Regions from separate parts of the Sus scrofa genome. Here region 2 is linked to region 1. The links are chromatin contacts, called in public Hi-C maps. All regions are on one chromosome and are shown on one strand. The core of a region is the stretch at or near the end of the contact, and the rest is flanking DNA. Distances in the headings are between cores, read along the strand shown. Region 1 holds the start of KATNAL1 (katanin p60 ATPase-containing subunit A-like 1). Region 2 overlaps LOC102166871 (a long non-coding RNA gene).

Region 1 (3,662 bases), core at 140-2,639:
CGTTTGCCCATGCAGGGCACAGATTATCTTCTAGCATCTCTTTATTCCACAATCTGGCACAATACCTGGCACACAACAGGTCCTTAAATTTTAAATGAATAAATAAAATACTTCAAACCCCTATACTGTATAACACAAAGCGCTGATTTTTTTTCTAGTGACCTTATTAAACCTACTTTTTAATCTCCTCATACAAAATCGCTACTTTAAGTTTATAGAGACCAGCTTCATTTAATCAAGAGAAAAGGAATTTTATAGTGGCCTTATGTTTTCTTGTCTAAATCACACACATAAAATAAGCCCACATCAGCTATTTCCCAACATACTATTGCAAAAATACCAAATTTCTAGGATGCTTATCTACCTATTGAAAAATTTTAAAAGGTAGACAAGGCAGGTTTTCTAAATCTGTTTCAGAGTTAATTTTCCTTACTATCACGGCCTGAGCAAACTTTAGGAGCCAAGGTGTATTCCAGAGCATTAGAAAAAAGGAAAGAAAAGAAAAAGGAAGGAAGGGGGAGGGAGGAAGAAAGAAAAAGGTGTTTTTTATTCTCCTGAGAACACTGGGCTAGTCAAAGAAAATATTTATCACTACTGCTTAAAAAGAAAAAAAATAAAAAGTCTACACTTTGAAAAACACTAGTAATTTAATGTAACCTTTAAGATGGAATCAAAATGTGTGCTGGCAGTGTTTAAGCTGGGGGGGGTGGAAGGGGTTCTCATTTTGTAATCTTGACTCAATAAATAAAATGCAAAATGCAACACGGTAAAAATATCAGACACTACTATCTATCAGCACTGTACCTTTCATCCACTTCTACATTTAACCTTTAAATATTACTGCCCTTTGAGTAATTATTAATCAGAGGGTTTAATTAATGCAAACACCTCTGAACTGCTTCAGAGTGAAACTGATCAAATACCTAGAAATAAACGTATCAGGAAAAGGAGAAAAGCCTGTTAAAACAGTTTTCCAGGTCTCCCAGCAAAAGTGTGCCATACCTACGGTTCTGCACCGCGAGGCAGCAACCTGGGAGGATGAGAGGTGCCGAAGGCCCGAGGCCCTGCAGCAGCCGGGCGGCCGCTCTTCCCCGAGGCTACTCGGGGCGGCGGCCCGGCCGGGGTGGGGCCAACGCTGCAGTCGGGGCGGGCCGAAAGGAGGGCGAAAAGGCCAGGTCTCGCCTCCGCTTCCCCTTCCCAGCGCTCAGAACGCCGTTCCGCGACCCCCCACAAGCCCCCTCACCACAAAGAGAGAGACTGGTCCCTCTCCGGCTCCGCTCAAACTTTATCGGTCTTTCTCAGTCGTCGGGGCCGCCGGGCTCTGTAGGCCGCCCATCCAGGCCGCCCCACCAGGCCACAAGCCTGAGGAGCCGCCGAACTACAATCCCCATAGTGCTCCGCGCCCCGCGGCGCTCCCCCTCCCGCCGGCACGCACTGCCTGTCCCGCCGCGCACTGCCCCCGGGTCTGCTGAGGCGGGGGCCGGGGAGGGACTTTCAACCCGGGGACCTCACCACGGGCTGGCTTGCTGGCGCCCGTCTCCCTCAGATTCATTACCTAGGTGCCGCAGGTCGGCCGACCGTTTTGCTGCGGGGCAGGTGGGGTGGGGGTGGGGCACAGGCCGCAGCCGCCGCGGAGTCCGTTAGTTCGCGACGTGCGTGGAGAGGCGGTGGCGGCGGCGGCGTACGGTTGCCATGGCAGCTGTGGTCCGCACGGCGGGGCGGGGGAGGAAATCGGGGGCTTGGAGTCAGCTCCAGGGAGGAGCCTGGGAACCCGCCCGGGTGCGGGGGCAGGGAGGCGCGAGGGTGCGTCTGGGAGCGGAGGGAGAGCGTGACATTGAGGAGGACGGTGACGAATTGCGCTCTCTTACCGCCGATGAGCCCTGCGCCGCAGCGTCCAATCCCCGTGGCAGGGCGCGTGTCCGTCCCCTCCGCCCGCGCGTCGATGCCTGCTCTATTCTGAGAGGATGCTTGTGGCGTCAGAGGAAGGAGCAGCGCCCGGCTCTTTAAAGGTCGCTGGTCCAGGCCCTCCCCCGCCGCCCATCCTCCTCTGGGCATCCCCCACTGGCCAGGCCCTATGGCTTGTTTGAACCCAAGCCACCTCTTTTGGAGTGTTTCACCAGTAAAACCGAATTTGCAGTTTTTCACACCCCCTTTCTGCCATTTTCTGAGTAGGATAGAAATGAACCATTTAGTAAAATACAACGCATTATTCGGGGGGGGGGGGGCTGAGACTTCAGTTGAATTTTGAGCTATAATATTTCTTTAATCGTTTGTGGACTGGCCATGACCCATCGCGGAGATGCACCATAGTCTGAACTGAGGTTAAGAGCAGGGGTTTCTAAAACCCACTTCTTAGTCCCCTACCTGCCACTACACTTGGTAGCTGAGACCTGGGGGCAGTGATGCTCAGCGTTTTAATCTGCAACGTGGAGATAATAATCTAGTTCACAGTGCTTGTGAGAAAGAAAAGCACTGATACTGATGAAGCTTTCCAGAACAAAGCCTGGCATTTAACAGTAACTTTTAAATATTAGTTCTTTAACCCATCGGTGAGACGAGCCAGAAGGTGGGAGGCCGGAGCTGAGGGTGGGGTTTGGCTGAAGAGGGAATTTTTCCGTGGTGATGGAAAAGCCCTGTACCTTGCTTAGGGATTGGGCTGTACAGGGGTGTCTGCGTTTGTCAAAACTCAGGAAATGCTACAATTAAGATTGGTACATTTCACCGTAGGTAAATTTACCCTCCAAAAAACAGTGAAATACTAGTTACCATTATTAGAGTTGTAGACTCTAATAGCGACCACAGTTCAGTCTTCAGGATATGCAGAGCAGGGAACGGACGCTAGAGGTTTAAGGGAAAGGAGGAGGAAGGAGGGGTTTCTGACCTGTCGTTTTTGGTAGTAACTGTCTCTGGAGAAATTATGATTGAAAATAGCAAGCTGCTGTGTGTGTCATCCAGCCTTCAGTCGGGGTCACCCTGTCCACACAGACTCTGTTGAAATTGACTGAAGTCCCTTTTCTACTGCCTGTGGAAGGCCCATGCTCTCTCCAAGACTGCCTGTTCCCTGGGGGTGTATGTACAACCTCAGGGTCACTTCTGGCTCTGAGTTCTTGTTTTCTCTGAACACTTAGACTCCCTCACGTCTCACCTCCTGCAACTCTTTTTTGTCTCCTGACACAGTGTGGAAAGCAGACTCTTTTCTTTGGTTGTTTGTATAGCAGACTCTTCTGAAGGTTTGGAGCAACGGAGGGGTCTTAAATGAAAGATGCAAATAACCTAAAATTATAATTTCTTGATCTTTTTTTCCCTTTTTTTAAAACTTATGGCCACACCCGCAGCATATGGAAGTTCCCAAGCCAGGGACTGAATCCAAGCCAAAGCTGTGACCCAAGCTGGATCCTTTAACCCACTGCAGCTTGGTATCTGTCCTTTTTGAGCATGAATTGCAGCTTTCCACTCTCCACCCTCTCTCTGCTCCCATCTCTCCCCTCTTTTTTCTCCTCATGCAGTGCTTATGTCTGTCTCCTAATCCATACTTCCTGGCCACCTTCCGTTCCCAAACTGTTTATCAGGGTATTTTCCTACATAGAGAAAGTGCCTTGCCAAGAGAAGCTATAATGCCAGCTATTAAAAATAATAATATTTGGAGTTCCCATTGTGGCTCA
Region 2 (3,926 bases), core at 533-3,032, 81 kb after region 1:
AAGAGCCTAAGCTCTTTACTCACTCCCACTACTGTCGCTTGTACACTAAAATCAAACAACCCCAGCCTGATAATCACAGTTTCTGAAAGCACAAAGTAACACTATACAAGTCCCAGAAAGTGAAAGAACTTCTTTCTAAATTCAAACGACTGAACAAGGAAACATTCAGGTGGGCAGAGTCCTTGCAGTTTCAGTTCTCGCCACAGGAAGATTTAAAGGAGCCGCATTCTGGACGCTGGTTTTCCTTTTAATGAAAATCCAGAAGCGCCCACGTTTCCCGGGCCTTTCCCCGCCCCTCGCCCCTCCCCAGCTCCATCCCCCAGAAGCGCGGATCTGCTTGGGAAGAGAAAACCGGCTCTGTGCTCCTTGCAAAACGCTGTCCTCCTCCTCCCAAGCGCCGGCCGGCACCCAGGCCGCCTGCGCCTCCCGCTGCCCGAGGCCCCGCCGCAGCAGCCGCCGCTCCGCCGGAGAAGGGGGCTGCGCTGGGCCGGTTTGTCAAGTCCTTGAAGCAGAGCAAAACCAGGGAGTGTTTGCTGGCTCCTTTCCTTTCCTTGGAAAGCACTGAGCCAGAGGAAGACGCGCCCCCCCCGCCCCGTATACCTTCTACTGCCGTCCTGGTTGTTTATAAAAATAGCGTTCTTGTCTTTAAAACCTGCATTTTGCTCCCCGGCAGTAAGCAGTTGTTAATGATTGCCAGGCGGTTTCTGTGTCTCAGCACCACGTGACCGGGACACGTGACCTGGAGCCGGCTGTGGCTGTTCCTTGTAGTTGAATAAAAAGATCAAGCTTATTATTGCATGAAAAGCCTGGGGAGCTCATCAGCGCAACGTGATTCCCAGGCGGGTTACACAACGCGCGGCTGCGCTGGGTTCGCTCCGCCCGGCGCAGGGAGCCTTGTCTAAGGAACACTGAACAAACACGGTTTTATGCTTTCCAGAGTGAGAGTCCATTTTCCCCTAGGAAAAATGCACGATGAGCCTAGGGAAAGCAGACACCCAGCTTCTCCGAGCCCTCTTGCTGGGCCGAAGTGGGAGGACCCGGCAGCACACAAAGCAGGAAAGAGAAGACCCAGGCCTGTTCTCAACTAAAGATCCGGGACTATTTCCCTTTCTCCCTCCCTGGAAGCCTTCGGAATCGGCTCTTCTCCACTTATAAAAAATGGAAACTAAAAATGACATTTGAGAATTTAAAATTTAAATGACATGTTCGTGTTTTTTTCCTGAAGATTTCTAGAACCTTAGCAATTAAATTTTGATTCAGCACATCCTGCAAAGGAAAGAGCAAGATTAGTCTCTTTCTAGGTGGGAAAAGCCTGTCCCCCTGTGCAGGTTAGGCTACGGATGGGTGGTGCGCGGGCAAACACTTGCATGCTGGCCTCCAAAGGGCCCCTCCCCCACCCAGACGGTGCCAGCCTTCCTATGCCCTTTTTCATACAGTCCTCCCCCAACACCCCTATTCTGAAGAAGCCCTGCAACATTTGGCTTCCTCTTGTCTCTAAGGGTAGCGGGTCCTCAGTGATGACTCAATTACAGGGAAAAGTGGGGAGGAACAATGACTCTGGTTATCTCCAGCCCAAGGCCTCCCCTAAATGCAACTGCAAAGATGAGCCCCAGCAGTCACTTTCCCACCAGCACCTGTTTTGGAACAAGAGGAGAACTCTTCTACAGCCCAGGCCGTGTTTCAGCTGTGGATTCGTTCATTCCACAAACGCTGAGGGGTAACTCCTCTGCCTGGTGCTATTCCAGGTGCTGAGGGACAGGAGTGAGTCAGGGAGACAGATCCTGCTGCCTGGAGTTTGGCTTGAGAAAGGGGGCGTTATCTCCAAGAGGCCAAGCCCAGGAGGCTGGTCCAGCCAGGAGACTGCGGTGGGGACAGGGCTTGTGAAACCTCCTTCCGCAGAACTGCCACTGCTCCCACGGCCAGGAGCCCTTCTCCACTAGCCATTAAGGGCTGATGCTTTGGAAACAAGAGTTACAGCTTTGCCCATAGGCTGATGTGACCCTGTTTCTTAGACACCATCTAAGTCTGCATTGAGGAGTCTTCACTCAGGTTTCTGATCCTCTGCAGTCAAGAGCCTTTGTGTAGACGTCTCACTGCTGCTGGCGGCGGGACTGAAAAGACAGCAGAGCTTCTCGGGCGTGGTCACCCCACGAGCTGTGATCAAAGCACTGCACGGAGAACCAGCCAAGCACCAGCAGCTCGCCTCCCTGCTTCCCCACAGCCCTCCTTCACAGGACACCTGCGCAGCTCTGGCAGGAAGTCCCCGAGAGGCCAGGCTGTCCAAGCCCCAGGGGGAGCGAGGTACAGCCTCAGGTAGCCTCCCCAAGGACAAGGTGTCAGCGCAGCTGGTATTCTTCGTGGGAGATGGGCAGAGGCCTCCCTACCTTGTCAGACCTGATGTGGATCAGAGAGCAAAGGTGTGTTCTGCAACTGGCAGAACTTCTGACATTCTGAATGCGAACTGGCCAGGGAACGGGAGGGGGAAACAGAGGGAAAGGCTGAGCTATTACATTCTTTTTTTTTTTTTTTTTTTTGTCTTTTTTGCTATTTTTGGGGGTCGCTCCCGCGGCATATGGAGGTTCCCAGGCTAGGGGTCCAATCGGAGCTGTAGCCACCAGCCTACGCCAGAGCCACAGCAACGTGGGATCCAAGCCGCGTCTACAACCTACACCACAGCTCAAGGCAACGCCGGATCGTTAACCCACCGAGCAAGGGCAGGGACCAAACCCGCAACCTCATGGTTCCTAGTCGGATTCGTCAACCACTGCGCCACGACGGCAACTCCTGAGCTATTACATTCTTAATGAAGTCTTGATTGGATTCGGATGGAAACTTAGCGAACACTCTTTCCCCTAGAACTGTATAGTCAGCCCTCTGTACCTACAGGTTCCACATCCTCAGATACAACCAACCACAGATTCAAAATATTCACACACCAAAAAAAATTCCAGAAAGTTCCAGTAAGCAAAAGTTGAATTTGCAGCACACCAGCAACTATTTATATAGCATTTACAACTGCTGACATTATATTGGGTATTATAAGTAATCTACAGATGATTTAATGTATACAGAAGGATGTGTGTAAGTTATATGCAAATACTGCACCATTTTATGTCGGGGACTCAGGCATCTGCAGATTATGGCCTTCTCAGGGTCCTGGAACCAATCCTCCACAGACACTGAGAGGCAACTGTATACCCTATCAAAGGGAAAGGAACTGTATACCCTATCAAAGGGAAGGGAAGATGGCAAGCTTAAATGAAAGTCAGAAATGGGTTTGACGGTGAAATTTCAGTGCCGTGAGCAGTGAGGGGAGTTTTCAGCAGGCAGCAGGCAGCATTTCAGGTGACAGAGGCCATCTCCTTTACCTGCATGCAGAGCTGCCCCCATGGGAAAAGTCTCCCCCTTATGACCACGTCCTATGCAGCCACTAGCACAATAGCATTCTCACAGCCCTTCAGAAATCAGGCAGAGGGCATTGTTGGGGCACAGAGGCAGTAGCTACAGGAGAACCTGCAGATGGAACACCCCGCAAAGCTGGTCTAACCCTACTCCCAATCCCAAGATGAGAAAGAGCATCACTTCTTCAACATAAGAGACTACTACAGCCTTCTTGAGCTATTTTCTTCCTGCAACCATGGCCAAGTTTAACACTGCCAAGGACATTAGCACCTACTCAGGGGCCCTTCTGATACTAGCATTGAAAGATGGAGAGGGTGCAGAATTTGGAAGAAAGCAGCAGAGCAGCAATGCCTATGGGATGGGTTAGCATCTTCAGACATGGATTTGGGACATTTCTGGCTCAGCTCATCCTAGGCCTTCTATATATACATTTTTAATTCTATTGACTTACAATGTTAATTTCTGATTTATAGAAAAATGATTCAGTTATATATATATACTTTTCCGTATTCTTTTCCAATGTG

The links. Hi-C and Micro-C count contacts between places; a contact is called where the count stands out from the background.
Region 2: a contact with region 1 is called in a Hi-C map of omental adipose tissue, with 2.2 times the contacts expected there. The contact joins the enhancer-like site here to the promoter of KATNAL1 in region 1. A contact is called at or near these places in 1 of 5 promoter capture datasets (liver), 11 of 47 Hi-C or Micro-C datasets (embryonic fibroblasts, epiblast stem cells, fetal skeletal muscle and 4 more) and 2 of 2 datasets of contacts at active chromatin or transcription factors (alveolar macrophages and skeletal muscle).

Annotation. Positions count from the first base shown.
Region 1 is chr11:7,062,782-7,066,443 of Sscrofa11.1, forward strand. It overlaps KATNAL1 (katanin p60 ATPase-containing subunit A-like 1), which reads right to left and starts at 1,390. Exons shown (of 13, transcript XM_021065541.1): 1 at 1,244-1,390.
Region 2 is chr11:7,143,374-7,147,299 of Sscrofa11.1, forward strand. LOC102166871 (a long non-coding RNA gene) reads left to right here. Exons shown (of 2, transcript XR_306105.3): 2 at 961-1,198. Among named protein-coding and RNA genes, the nearest start is that of HMGB1, 54 kb to the right of the region's middle. Within about 2 kb of position 1,783, at least 13 of the 83 cell types and tissues checked have an H3K27ac peak or open chromatin away from gene starts, as enhancers often do. A contact at or near this core is called in omental adipose tissue, where this site is marked.